Regions from separate parts of the Mus musculus genome. Here region 2 is linked to region 1. Evidence: chromatin contacts called from public promoter capture Hi-C data. All regions are on one chromosome and are shown on one strand. The core of a region is the stretch at or near the end of the contact, and the rest is flanking DNA. Distances in the headings are between cores, read along the strand shown.

Region 1 (7,201 bases), core at 1,616-4,115:
GGTGAGGGCAGATGAAGCCAAGTCAGGAGCAGAGCAGAGGATGGCACCAGCACAGGTACAACCCTAGACTATTTCAGATGGCACCCAGACACTGCCAGTGAGAGATGGGCTAAGAACGTTGGAGCTATAGCTCAATCGGCAGAATGCTTGCCTGCATTCACAAAGCTCCTTGTTTGATCCCCAGCATTCCATAAATGGGGTGCAATAGAACACACTTATATTCTCAGCATTTGTGTAAAAGCAGGAGGATGAGAAGCTCAAGGTTACACAAAACCCTCTATCAATTAAACCATAGATGCTAAGAGCCTCTCTCAGGTCAAAGGTATATGGCAGGCAATAGCTGCTACCCAGCTCATAATGTAAGTCACAGCACTCAGGCCAAGATGCCACCCTGCTTCCTTTACTTATCTAATTAATGCCTGGCCCACTGCTGTGTTCCTCTCCCGGTTCTCTCCTGTGTTTGCATGGCAATCTAAGCTTCTATGAGAGGATCTGCCCACAAGACAGCTCTTTTGTGTTCTGCCTCCCATTCCCAGCCCCAAGGAAGCCTCCTCACCACCCCGTCAGCAGCTCAAATGGGGACCTGCTTCTGAGCTCTACAGAAGTGCATGCCAGAATGAAAGCAGGTGGCACAGCTTATGCTGTTATGAAGCACACGAGGACAGAAAAAGCAGAACAGAGCTCTAAGACAGGTGGTATCACAAGAAAGTCCCAACAGAGAGCTGATGTATGGGAAAGCACAAAGCTTAGGCATAACTATGGTGGTGGGCTGAGGTGTGCCTAGAGACACCATGGTGACAGAATTAAAAACCTACCACCATACAGCACTGACCAGAACACAGAGCACAGGAACTTGGGGAATGGGAATATGGACAGAAGTTCCCTAAATCAGATGTCATCCACCCACTCCACAGACAGGACACTGGCAAGGACTCTGGATAGTACTAAACACCAAGAGCTGCTAGACATTTCCACATGCCCACCACACAGGCCTTATACAGAGATTGTGTGAAGAGATGACTTGACAATAAAGTTAGGAACACAGAAAACACACTCTCATTTCAACACAGGAAATAGAAACTGTGGCATTGGCAGTGTTATCTGGAGGCCTGGGGGGGGGGGGGGGGACTCCAAGGTCCGACAACTCAACTTGAACTGCTACTGCTCCCAGCTGGACATGTGACTTCAAGCTGTGCATCTCTTTCTTTTAGTTTATCTTTTCTCTGATGCCCTCATACCATATGTATCTGTGATTTCATTTCCTTCCCAGTGGCTCTTGAACTCAGAAATTCCACTTCCATGCCCTTGCTTCTTTGGCTAAAGTTCCAGCCTAGAGGCAAGTTACTACTCTAAAAAAGGCAGGTCTGGGATCTCATTCACTTCAAAATTTCAGTTTAAGAAAACTTATAAGATTCCACTTGTTCTCATGGTCCCCCAGGGAAGTGCTGCTGGATATCCACTGCCATGGCCCTGGTCACCTGCAGTGTGGTATCTGGGGACCAAGAACAAGGCAGCCAATACCATGCAAATGTATGGACCATGGTCAGGGAGCTCCAGCCCATGTTCTTACTCACCCGATATACTGTAATGGGTGGCTCTGATGGATCACGATCCTGCAGGTGGGGCAGGTATTATTCTCCTCCAGATACTTCACCAGGCAGCTCCTGCAGACTATCCAAGGGGAGAGGATGACAGCAACCCAGAAGAAAAGTTCTGGTTAGTGCAGCCAACTCCAAGATGACTAAGAGGACACTTTCATAAACAACCTCTGAAAAGGGAGTGCCCTTGGATTGCGCTGTGCCATTACCATCTGTTACACAGTCCTAGCCTAGGAACTAATATACCTAGGAACTAAAAAAAAAACATCAAAGAGTGGTTAAGTCACTAAGGGGCAAGAGCATGAGAATATAAGTAATATTTTAAAAATCTGCATTTTGGCCTAAAAGATAACAACAGTTCCTTGCACATCAAAGCTAGGTAACATTCAGTGGACTGGCGAAAGCAAAACTGTGCCACCAATTCCTAACACAATTAATCTCAGCCCAAAAATTCTTCAAAAGTTGAAAGCATTTTCAAAAATGTAAAACATATAGGATGGAAATTGTATGTGTTGTGAGTTTTTAACTTCATGAACTACCTCTCAGTGGTCATTAGATGCTCTTTTTACAGCACTCACGCCTCCAGGTGATCCATACAGAACATCTGTCTTCCAGTGAGAGAGAAAAAATAAGAAAAAAAAAATCTTAGGAGGCTGGAGAAATGGCTCGGTGGTTAAGAGCACTTAGGTGCTGCTACGGAGGGCCTAGGTTTGGTTTCTAGCACCCACATGATGGTTCACAGCTGTTTGCAACTCTAGTTCCACAGGATCCAACACCTTCTGGCTTCTGCAAGCACTGCAAGTACGAGGAGTATATACATACACACAGGCCACTCAAAGATTAAAAAACAAAAGAAAACAAAACCTAAAACAACAAAAAACATCCTGCATAGATCGGTCCAGGCCTGATAGGCAGAATAAGTAACATGCAACAGGCACCGCACTGACCCTTGACATCTCACAGGTGTTTGACTGTTAAAAAAAAAAAAACCGACTTGACTTGAGATCTGAGAGCACAAGCACCACTCGTGGCCGGCTTGACTGACAGACCAACAACAAAAAAAGAGTAGTTTTCCTCTGCTCAGCTTTCCTGAGAGGAGAAACCACCCTCCAGAAGTTACCCACAACATCCCTAGTTATGGAAAGCTTTCTGATCCCCACTCAAGATCTTTGTTCTTCTCTTGGCCCTGTTGCCCATGTGCCAGGCTAAGGCCCTAAGGAATGTGCTAGAGCAACCCCCACCCCATTCAGATCACGGTAGAACTGGCCATACTTACATGTGTGCAAACACTCAGTCACTGTGGTTGCGTCAATGAGGTAGCCGCTGCACAGGCGGCAGGTGATGTGGGCATTTATATCCCAGAGTTTAATCTTCCTGGTCAACATCTTTGGCTTCTGCAAGAAAAATAAATACATGGAGGTAACTGTGATGACTGATCTGGGCTGCCAAACTAACCACATCTGGAATTAAATAAAACCCAAGTGGCTGAGATAGAACTCTGAGTACTTTGGTTTTTTCTTAATTAAATCATTTGAAGTGAGAAGACACAGTTTTAATCTGGTTCTTTTGAGGTGGGAAGATATACCTTTAATCTATATCTTTTGAGACAGGAAAATTACTCTGGGCCACAAAAAGACGTGGAAGAAAGAAGCTTGCTCTTTGTCTGCTTGCTCTCTCTGGCAAATTTGTCCCTTCACTGGCATTGGAGTCTACTTCTTTGGGATGTCAGTGTATACTGATGGCCAGCAGAGCCATCCAGCCCCACGGGCTATAAACAACTACTGGATTCTTGGACTTTCTGTTGGGAGGCAGCCATTGTTGAACTAGCTAAACTATATAGCCTGTAATGAATTCCAGTCTCTCCTCCTCTTCCTCTTCCTCCTCCCCTTCCTCCTCCTTTTCTCTCTCTCTCCCTCTCTCTATTTGTTCTCTTTCTCTAGGTAGGCTCCTTTCCTACTTTGCCTTTACTCCACCCACAGATGTAGTAGATGGACTACTACATCCAGCCTTTTTGTTGGACAAATGGCCCATCCCATCTCATCTTATCCTATCACTGAATAGTGACCCACCTCAGACCTCAATGGTTAGTGAAGTTCGAACCTCAACTCAAGGCACTGCCAACAGCCACTACAGTGTCTACCAAGAAGATACAGAGCCCCAAAGAAGGTTAGATAAGGTCCTGTGGCTCCAACCTAATCACCAGTTACTTTGACATGAATCTAGCATATGGCCTTTGATATCTGGGTCCAGTCCCACTTCAGGAATTTAGTCATCCTCATCTTTGTACTTTTTGTGAGAGGGAACAGTTAAATGTCCACTCAATGCCCGAGGAAACCAATTTATGAGATGTCCATCACCAAGTCACCACCTAGATATTGCTTTGCTCCAGGCTCACCAACTGCCTGTTAGGCACTATACTCAGAGCTGAACAGACATGGCCCACTAGCCCCAACAAAGTCCATCCTGATCATAGTACCACTTCTAACCATGCACCTCTCCTAGGCAACTGACCGATCAATACTAGACACCTATCCCACCTTAAACTAATGGTACTCTAGAGAGTATGTACAGAGTATAAAGAGGGCTAAATTCTTCACTCCTGAGACAGAGCCCAGACCTCCCTCCCCTAGATGGCAGGGACCCTTGGAAGAATCCCTGCCCTCACCTCCTCTGGATGTCTGCGTGTCCTTCCTCACTCGGTGGCATGGAGGCTTCAGGCCACCAAGTGGATGCGATGATCCCTCCTCACTCTGAGTTCTGGCTGGCTTCTGCACCTTCCTTCTGTCCCTTGTTCCTTTTCCATTTTCTAGCACAAAGATAGCACTGTTACTTACTTCAAAGCACAGATACCAGTCCTGCACACAGTCCCACATTAAACCCCTACTACATTTTAGATAAGTTCTACATATTAAATCATGGGACAGAACCCACCAGAAATGCTGGAAGACAATCAAGAAGTACAAATAATTCCAATGATAGCTGCTAGAGAACAAATGTCAAGGGAATATGAGGTAGCCACCATATTGAGTGACAGGCAGCCAGAAAGGAAGGTAAGCTTCAGCTGCACTTACCTGTGAATGACAGTCTGGAATCGGGGCTACATTGTGAAGTCTGTGGAGAAGCAGAGACAGGTGTCACCATGGGAAGATCTTGTCTCACCCTCTACCCCCTAGCAACTCTCAAGGACTGTTTGGTTAAACATGTCTGCTTATTTACTTGCTGTAAGTCATCAAGTGAGAATGATAGTAAAGACACCTCAGCGGAGACACCTCCCAGATTTCCTGAGCCCTGGCCTAATGGAGAGCAAATGCATAGCTAATGGTATAAGGGAAAGAGAAGGTGGCTCCACTCCTTGCTTTAGAGCCCGAGAGGCAGGATGGGTATCTGTAGAAGCTCCATGTATCTCAGGAGTGTATCAGTGGATCTCGGGGTGACCTGAGGAACCTCACAAGGATGACAAGCAGCACTGTGCTGCTCACTTAGTTTGATACCTGAGATGTCTACATCCTCACACCCAGACTAAGCCATTATCTCTCCTAGTCACAGACTTGCCACCCACTCAGTGAATATGCCCTGGGCCTGTGTGGGCACTGTACCATGCTAGGGCCAGTGGGCTAAGGGAAATGAGCCAGGTATTCATGCCAGGATATGGAGATGGGCAGCAGCTAGAGAAATCCTGATATACTGATGACTACGGTGCTCTGAGGGTCCCTAGGATCCTGGCTGTGGATTCCTTGGTACTGCCCTTGACTTCAGGGGTGGGAGCAGGCATTGCTGGCTAAGAGCTCAGTAAGGTGCTTAGAGTCTTAACTAGAACAATACCAAGACTGCAGGTCTTTGTAGTTTAAGGACTAATTACATACAATCTGGAGGTGGTGTACCCTAACATGTGCTTAAATGCAACTCAGATAATTTCACCTTTAAAAAACTTTCCAAACTTAATTTTTAAGAATTTTTTGTCTGTCTGCCTGTTTGTCTCTCTGTGGGAATGTATGTAAATGTGTGCATAGGTGCCAGAAGAGGGAATTGGATCTCCTGAAGCTGATGTTACAGGCAGTTATGAACTGCTTGATGGGTGCTAAGAAAGGAACTCGGGACCCTGGGAGAAGAACAAGTGTGCACTCTTAACCACTAGGCCTTCTCTCCAGCCTCAGAACTGCATTTGCTTACTGACTAATAAACCCACTCAGGAGCCTTGTACAAAATCAGGAAGGGAAATGGGAAGATAGAAAGGAGTTAATATGTCCTACCAGATAAACCAAGGGAGGACTGACATACATGTCTGAAACATTTAGAGGAAGAGGGGAAGTCAACTCAAGGCCAGGTCTGTCTTAAACTAGTCCCTGCCTAGAATGGAGGACACAACCACTTGAAATTCCTGTCCCTTGAAACTTGGTGGCTCCTGTGACAGAAGAACCAGAGTGTATCAATCACTGCTTTGAAATAGGGTTCCATTATGTAGTCTTGTCCTAAAACTCCCTGTGGACCCAAGGCTGACTTTCAAGTTTCAGTGATTCTCTTGCTTTAGCCTCTCAAGTGTTGGGCTTATAAGTATAAGCCACTACACCTGGCTTTCTAATAGTATTTAACTCCAGTGCTGGGACTGAAGTTGTGTGCCATACCTTGTTTACATTTTTTTTTTTTTTTTTTTTTTTTTACTGACATTGTATGAAATGGATAAATCCCTAGGAGGGAAAAACTAAATTGAGACTAGTAAGGAAAACCCTTATTCTCTACTATGGGAACTGATTAAGTAGTCACAAAAATTTCCTAAATTAAAACACTAGCTCTGTAAGCCTACCATATCTGAGAGCAAATTACCCTTCCAGCTGGTAAAAGTATTTAGAGCTGGAACACGCTTTGTCTATCCTGTACCAGGTCCTGAGTTCAGAGTCCCAGTACCATCATGTACAACCAAAGAAGGGATCTCTAACCCCCTTTATGAAACTAACTACTAGCCATACAGCAAACTCTAACAAGACAAGATCTGGAAGGAAACTAACAGACCTGCCCTGACCCTAAGCTGAGCATCAGCCACCTTATCAACCACTATGCAAAGGGAGAGTCACTCAGGACCACGTTAGGCCTCTCCCAGGAATACAGTAGGAAAAACATCCCGTACACCAAAAAGTAAAGGTAGAACAACGTATACTCTTCTCAAAGACACGTAAAAATGATTTGATAAATCACCCAACGATATTTTCAGAAATCCTAAACAACTGTAAGGAAATAACCCTATTAAAGGAAACACTAACATGACTGCTCAAGAACTCAGAAGTGAACAATTACAGCTCCATGCACAGTCTCAAACGGAGGGGACTGGGATGCCCATCAGCTGGCAGCCCATGAGAAAACAGGCCCTCACACAACAGCTGTTCCTCGGCAGTTAGGAAAACGGGTGCTTCCAGCTGTGCAGGGCTCCTTATAGGAGAAGAAAACTGCCCACAAGGAACATAACAGCGTCATTCTCATGGGATATAAAATTCCAGAAGGGTGAACTGCCTGCTATGGGCTGGCCAGCAAGAGCAGCCCGTGGGTTTCTGGAAGAGGACTTGAGTCCCTACTATACAGCAAAATGATGAAAAAAGCTATTTATATTTTAA
Region 2 (7,201 bases), core at 1,633-4,132, 130 kb before region 1:
AACAACAGGTTAGCACCTGCTAATGGGAAAGACAGTTCACGGGTGGGTTCGAGGAAGTTAGGGGAAGCAGTGAAGCTTCTTGGGGGCATACTCTTGACCTACTTTGGCTCTTTCCTGTAGTTTTGGCTCTGGCAGAGTATGACCAGCCCTACGGTGGGTTTCTTGATATTCTGCGGGGTGGGACCGAACGGCTCTTCACCAACCTCAAGGATACTTCCTCCAAGGTCATCCAGTCTGTGGCTAAGTAAGTACGAGTAAGTGTGAGGACTACCCTGTCCTATCCTGTCCTGTCCTGTTCTTCTTCGCCTGCGTGGGGACTCCCCAACATAGTGTTACATCACCACTGTCTGTAGGGTGGAGCCAAATATAGACTTGAGCCTGGAGCCTTGCCTTAGCTCGTTTTCTGTTGCTGTGATAAAACCAGTGTAGAGAGGAGTGGACTTACTTTGGCTTTAGGTCTAAGTTCATCATCACCAAAGGAAGCCAAGATGGAAACTCAAAGCAAGAAGCTCTGGAGGTAGGAACGGATGCAGAGGCCATAGAGAAATGCTGCTTACTGACTTTCTTTCTGTGGCTTGCTCAGCCTGCTTCCTTATGTAGCCCAGGACCACCTGCCCATAGGCTAGTCTTATGGAGGCATTTCCTTAATTGAGTTTTCCTCTTTACAGATAACTACAGCTTCTTTCAGGTTGATAACAAACAAACAAACAAACAAACAAAAACAAGACAAGACCAAATTCTAACAATCACAAGTCTGAGACCCCTGTCCCTGGGACCCGATATAGAACTAGCTTTGTACATCATCAGCTCATGATCTCCTTAGCTCTGCTAGTATCTGTCATGATAGCACTATTCTTTTTCTTTGCTGTCAAATAAATGAAGCAGTTGCAGAGCAGTTCCTGCCTATTTTCATTATTAGAAGTCAGTCACTATCAGACCTGGGCCACAGTGGGTGTGAATATGTGCTTCAAATGAACGGCCCCAAAGCTGTAGTGAGTTGAAGCACTGTGTTGAAGGTTGCTCTGTCAGCTTTTCTGGAGGGAGCTGTGACTGAGATACTGGCTCTTGTCAGTATGGATGCTCCTGCTGCCCAAGGATGCCTGCTGCTGTAGTAAGCACCATTGGATCATAGTATTTGTGGTCCCCAAACTCCTTTGGTTGGTGAAACATCCTTCCCTTTTTTGTTGTTGTTGGTTTTATGTTTGTAACCTTAGCAGTTGTATATTTGTGCCTGTGCCAATGGAGGAGTGCACATGAATGTGCTACATTTTGGAAATACAGATATGTGAACATGCATATGCATGTGCCTTCTGTGTGGAATATATGCTTAAACCACTAGGCATGTCCAAACTTTTGATATTGTGATATGATCTCTGTGTTAGGGTTCTTTAAAGGAATAGAACTGATAGAATATATATTATGTATTTATATATATATGAATATATATTATGTATTTATATATTTATTTATTTATTAGATTGATTTACAGGCTATAGTCCAGATAGTCCGGTGTTGACTGTCTCATGACAGAAAAGCCAATAATCTAATAGTTATTTAGTCCACATTGCAAAAGGTCTAGTGAGGCAGTTACTCCAGTGTCACCCTTTGGTTCTCTTGGGTCTGCCCATCTTTCTGAATATAGACTTAGGCATAACTTTTCCTTCTTTCCTACTTTCAGATGTTTTCCAAAGCTTTCTGTAGTACTTTGGGCTTTTTTCACTTTCTCAAAGGCTTCACTTCCCACCATATGCCTGCTTGTCTGCCATGTTCCTGACCTCCATGCCTAACTCAAATGGCATGGCCCTCTTTCTTACAACTATTAGTCTATAATAAACTTTAAAACTGAAGCAACTCGTGATGTTTTAAGTAAGTTTATGATTTTTGTGTCGAGCTTTATGCATAACTATCTTTGAGGCTGCATATAGCCTGTGGATTACAGAGTAGACATGGCTGATAAGAGTTCCATAAACTCCTATGTTTATTAAATGGACTTACATGTAGCAGCAAACACATCATTGTTTGACTATATCAATGAAGGTGCCCAAGTTTGGTGACAGGTGGCAGAACTGATCGCTTCAGGTTGTCTTGGTTGCCTGAAGCTGCTTCATGTCCTAGAAGCCACGGTCTGGGCTACTCTTGTCTGTGCTGAGTACAACTCTAATTTGTATACCCTTGAACCTGTGCCCAGAGATGAACTGTCAGGGTCCCTGGATTTTTCTTAAGTGGGTTAGAGGTTAAAGTATACTGTGTAGAGCCCTAAGTGATACTCAGTACCCATTGTGTACCAAGTGTCTTAGGTTTGCTTTCCTATACCTGACCTGATGCTGGGCACACTTGTCTTCCTTGAGGGACAGCTAGGTTCTTTTCATGCCACCATTTGCTGCATATTTGCAGCCTGCACTCTTTACCTTTATGGCCCTGATTGATTGGAAAGTCACTATGTAGACAAGGCTGGCCTTGGTCTGAAATCTGTCTCTACCTTCAGAGTTAAAGACAAATATCACTGATATCTGGTATCTTGGATACTACTGGGTTATTAATTGTTTTTGTGAAGAAATAGATTAGAACTAGTTAGTTCTGATCTGTGGCTTGTCTGTTTAACTGCCTTTCGCCACAGAAATGTTAGCACCAGATAAAGCTGCATTTTAGTACGTCCTGGTTTATGTCTCAGGGAGTCCTGTGTAACCGAAGTGAACCTGACTTAAATAGGTTCAAATGACATTTTAAGGTGTTAAGATTGCCTTAATCAGATTTTACTTCAGTGAATGTATAGTGTATGTCTGTTCTTTTTTCCACCTGGCTCTCTGTAATGGCCCCATGGTGACTCTGCTGATGCCAAGTGTGCCTACCTCAGCTCTGTCTCTGACTTTCCTGTCTGACCTCACTGCCCAGCTATAGTGTAGTACTCAAAATACTTAGGCAACAATGTTCACCCCCCACCCCCACCTCCCTCCTTTCCAAGGAAACGTGGCTGTTCTGGCATAACTGGTTTTTTGAGAGGAATTGTTGAATAAGTTTGCCAAGTTCTTGCAAAATTAGTTAGATTTTGATCTATATTTTTTTCAGTTGTGTAAACCAACTTAGGGGATTGGTTTCTAAGACTTTTTGGTGGCCATGAGCAGTAATATATCTTGGTCATTTGGGATGTCTTTTTTTTTTCCCCTCCAGCAGTGTCTTCTGTCTCCTTTCGGATCTTCATAGGGCACAGGGTGTGCTCTCTTATGTTCCTATCCAGTCCCCTGGAGCAGTGGGACCAATGGTTGATGCTACTTACTGTTCTGCTTCAGTTACTATTTGGTCAGGATCAGCCCTCAATGTTTTTGCCTTGGAGAACACTTCAGAAAGCAAAAGATGGCCGGAGCTTTTCCATGGGCTGCTCTCTTCTGCTTTTATTCCACTTTTCATTGGTTGTCAGCTTACACAGCAGTCTTACACAAGACATGCACATGCACACTACTTAGAGGATACAACCTGTAAGCAAGGTTGCCTCAGTATTCTAGGACATAGGCTCTTCTTAAAGTTTTTATAGCTAAGTGTTCCATTCCATTCAATTCCATTCCAATTGAGTGTTCTTTCTATTCCAGCTATGCAAAGGGTGATCTGGACATATCTTACATCACATCCAGGATTGCAGGTATGTCTAATTGGATGATAGACATCTGTAGGGGATGTAGACAAAGGATCAGTGGAAGTAGCCAAGGTGCAAGGTGCCTCTTTAGCTTCTTTGATAGCCATGGATCCATCTGAGGTTTGACCTGGAGAATTACCCCAAGAGTGGAGGGTAGGTTACATATATTGAGCATATTTCCTGGTCAGTGAAAAAGACAAGGCCAGTGTCAGCTTCTGGCATGACTGGAACTCTGAGGATACAGAGAGAGTAATGGTAGGACCATATACATTTAAAACGAGATAGTCTAGGCAAACTATAATGAGAAAAGCTGGTGTTCCTAAAGACCATGGTGTATATCAGGTAACTGGGAAAGCTCTCCCAGACATCTGTAGTTAACTTTGTAATGTTTCTCATACTGTAGTTTATATACATCCCACTACATAGGATGGGAGACTTTAAGAGGATGAGAAGAGCCTATGTTTGGCCAGCTACCTGGCTGGGAGGTGAGCCCAGCCCAAGAGGGCAATCCCCTAGTGTCTAACTTTGGCCTGCTTTGTTTCAGTGATGTCATTCCCAGCAGAAGGTGTGGAGTCTGCAATCAAAAACAATATAGAGGATGTGCGAATGTTTCTGGATGCTAAGCATCCAGGACATTATGCTGTCTACAACCTTTCTCCAAGGATATACCGGGCTTCCAAGTTTCACAACCGGGTAAGTGGCCTTGAACTCTTCTTTTATGATTTGAGCCATTTTCCCCACTTAAGTACAGTTTTAAGTGATGGAGCTGCACTAGGCTGATGTGGACAGTGCCAGGCGACTGCAGGGAGCTGACCATAGCAGCTGCCAGAGAGGCTAGGGCTCGAGGTGTGGCCAGGGGTGGAGATATCCCAGAGTTTAAAGGAAATGTTACACTATGTGTGCATGCGTATGCGCGCGCACACACACACACACACACACACAGAAAGAGAGAGAGAAACCTTGAGAAGAGTTTTGCTTCCCAAGAAACTAGGGTGTCTTTCTCCCCTTGGCACAGGAAAAGGTAGTTCTTTGTGCAGCATCAGTGAAACACTCCTATGGCACAGGTCACTCCTAGCTAAGAGGGATGTCAAATGAGAACCCCAGCTGAGGAAGATGCTCAGAGTTTCAGGCCACCACATTTATAGAATCAGGCAAAAAGGACAATTATATGGGGACGGGAAGAGGGGGAGGCTAAAGGTATCTGCTGTCAAGCCTGACAACCAAGTTCATTCTGTCAGGCTCACATAGTGGTGGAAGGAGAGAATCAACTCTTTATTAGTTTCCCTCTGTCCTCCACATGCATATGCTCTGTGGCACTTGTGTGTATGCATATACATGGGCACACAGAGGTTAAAAAGAAAATTGTTTTTAAAATGAACAGTGTTGTAGGCAAAGACAAAGTGACCCTGTGGATATGCCAGCCAGGTTCCCTGGGACTGTGCAGAAACTTAGCTGAGTGGACTTTTTCCCCTACAGGTCACTGAGTGTGGCTGGGCAGTCAGACGGGCACCACATCTCCACAGTTTGTATACTCTATGTAGGAGCATGCATGCCTGGCTCCGGGAAGACCACAGGAACGTCTGTGTTGTGCATTGCATGGTGAGTTGTGTTAGATGCATATACTGAACCAAAGCAACATTGGTCCTGGGTATAATGGGGGAAGACCTCTGTGCTTGGAGCTTTGGGCTTGATGGACACAGACCCCTCCCTGGTGGTTCCTACTTCTATGGGATGAGTAGCACTCATAAGGGCTCTTTTCTGGTGATCCAAGCAGCACATCCAGCATTTCCAGAATCTTGGAATTTTTACCTTAAGTTTTCCTAACTACATAATGAGGGAGAAAGACTTGGATACCTTGCACACAGTGTGACATCCAACAGGAAGTACACTCAGGGCTCAGCTCTGCTTTACTGCAACTGTGTTTTGATTTTGATTTTTTTGAGATATGGTCTGGCTTTTCTGGAACTCACTATGTAGATCAGGCTGGCCTCTAACCCACAGAGATTCATCTGCCTCAGTTTTCCAAGTGCTGGAGTTAATGGCATGTACTACCACATCTGGCACAACTGTAATTATGAGTACGATGGGCCTGGTAATATTGGCCGGTAATCTCAGCTACTTGGGAAGCTGAGGCGGAAGGATCACAAGGTAAACGTCAGCCTAAACAACGTAGTAAGAGCCTGACTCTTACTAAGTGAAAGAGCATTGGGAGTACAGCACTTAGATAGCATGTAAGAGGTCCTAGGCTCAGTTCTCAGTAACACAAGTGTAGAGAAAGAAGATGATAAGAGGTCTCGGGAAGGGATTGAACATGGTGAGGCTAGAAGGCCAACTTGAAACTGAGTGGGAGGTTGACCTGTGTACTTTGCTAATGACTCTTTATTATCTTCTGGGCTCTGAATTCTCATTGCATGAAGCACATTTATATATGTTCCTAAATGTATCCTAAATAAGCCTGGCATTAGATCCTTCCCTTAGCCACACAGATAGTTAGGTTTATAGGAGCTGTTGTGAGTCCTCATCCTTTCTGTGTATGGGCCTATATGTAAAAGAAGTGTTTCTTCACTGTAGGATGGGAGAGCTGCATCTGCTGTGGCAGTCTGTGCATTCCTGTGCTTCTGCCGTCTCTTCAGCACTGCAGAGGCTGCTGTGTACATGTTCAGCATGAAGCGCTGCCCACCAGGCATTTGGCCATCCCACAAAAGGTACCAGGTGACCCTTGCTGGGGTCAATGATGCCCACAGCTCTTCTGGCCCTGAAGTGCTGCTGCCTTCACGGTGTCGGACCTGCAGTCAGGTCTAGTTTGCTGAAGGCCAAGTTAGTATCACTGTGCTTTCCAGCTCATCCTCAGACCTGTGCCCACAGGTGCCTAACAAGTACAAGCCATAGTTGGCATTCAGCTGAAACTCTGAAGCTGTGGTGGCTTCTGACTTGTGGTGGCAGCCTCCTGTTGAGGGCTTGGGTACCGGATGCTCCAGTAAATGTGTGAACTTTACGTGCCCACTTGTTCTGTGGGATCTAAACGTATGTGGACTTGGGAGGTTACTTGGTAATGCACCGTGAACCTTCACACTTTCAAATGTGAAGTGTTATTACCCTGCTTCCCTGCGGTCACAAAATTGCATATAAGACTCACTCAGACATTCCTGTTGCCATAAGTAGGTCATTCACCTGCAGTGTAAAGAAATCAATTTCTTTTATTTTTCCTTTTGTCTTTTTTGACACAGGAATCCAACCTGAAGCTTAGCCTGGCCTAGAACTCACAGTGTAGGCTAAACTGGTCTCAAACTTAGGCCAATGCCCTAGTGCTGATATTATAGATATGAGCTGTCATGTCTGGTTAAGAAGCAAATTAATGCGGCTCTGCCTAGCTTTGTCCCTTGTCCATTCACTATGGGACTACCACATTTACCAGCTATGTCCATTCATGTATTTCCTATTTCCCTAGAGCAAGACTTTCATTTGGAAGTCCAGGTCTGGAGAGGCACTGTCCATCCATCATAAACTCCCTCTGTCTTAATGAGTACTTGGAAAAACATGGATCAACCTCCTCTCTAAGAAAGTGGGTGGGTG

The links. Capture Hi-C pulls out chosen DNA fragments and counts their contacts.
Region 2: a contact with region 1 is called in a promoter capture Hi-C map of adipose tissue. The contact joins two enhancer-like sites. A contact is called at or near these places in 4 of 39 promoter capture datasets (the C10 cell line, embryonic stem cells, pre-B cells and 1 more), 1 of 15 datasets of contacts at CTCF or cohesin (stem cell-derived epiblast-like cells), 23 of 484 Hi-C or Micro-C datasets (the AML12 cell line, the C10 cell line, DN3 thymocytes and 16 more), 13 of 115 datasets of contacts at active chromatin or transcription factors (the 230-238 cell line, the NIH/3T3 cell line, the SCID.adh cell line and 7 more) and 3 of 9 other capture datasets (adipose tissue, liver and pancreatic islet).

The regions. Positions count from the first base shown.
Region 1 is chr5:108,469,580-108,476,780 of GRCm38.p6, reverse strand. Pcgf3 (polycomb group ring finger 3) reads right to left here. Exons shown (of 11, transcript NM_172716.5): 2 at 4,670-4,709; 3 at 4,264-4,404; 4 at 2,875-2,992; 5 at 1,575-1,671. The coding sequence starts at 2,983. Among named protein-coding and RNA genes, the nearest start is that of Pcgf3, 12 kb to the right of the region's middle. Within about 2 kb of position 2,865, at least 2 of the 459 cell types and tissues checked have an H3K27ac peak or open chromatin away from gene starts, as enhancers often do.
Region 2 is chr5:108,595,887-108,603,087 of GRCm38.p6, reverse strand. Gak (cyclin G associated kinase) reads left to right here. Exons shown (of 28, transcript NM_153569.2): 11 at 121-244; 12 at 3,585-3,634; 13 at 4,173-4,321; 14 at 5,105-5,227; 15 at 6,200-6,333. Among named protein-coding and RNA genes, the nearest start is that of Gak, 30 kb to the left of the region's middle. Within about 2 kb of position 2,882, at least 6 of the 459 cell types and tissues checked have an H3K27ac peak or open chromatin away from gene starts, as enhancers often do.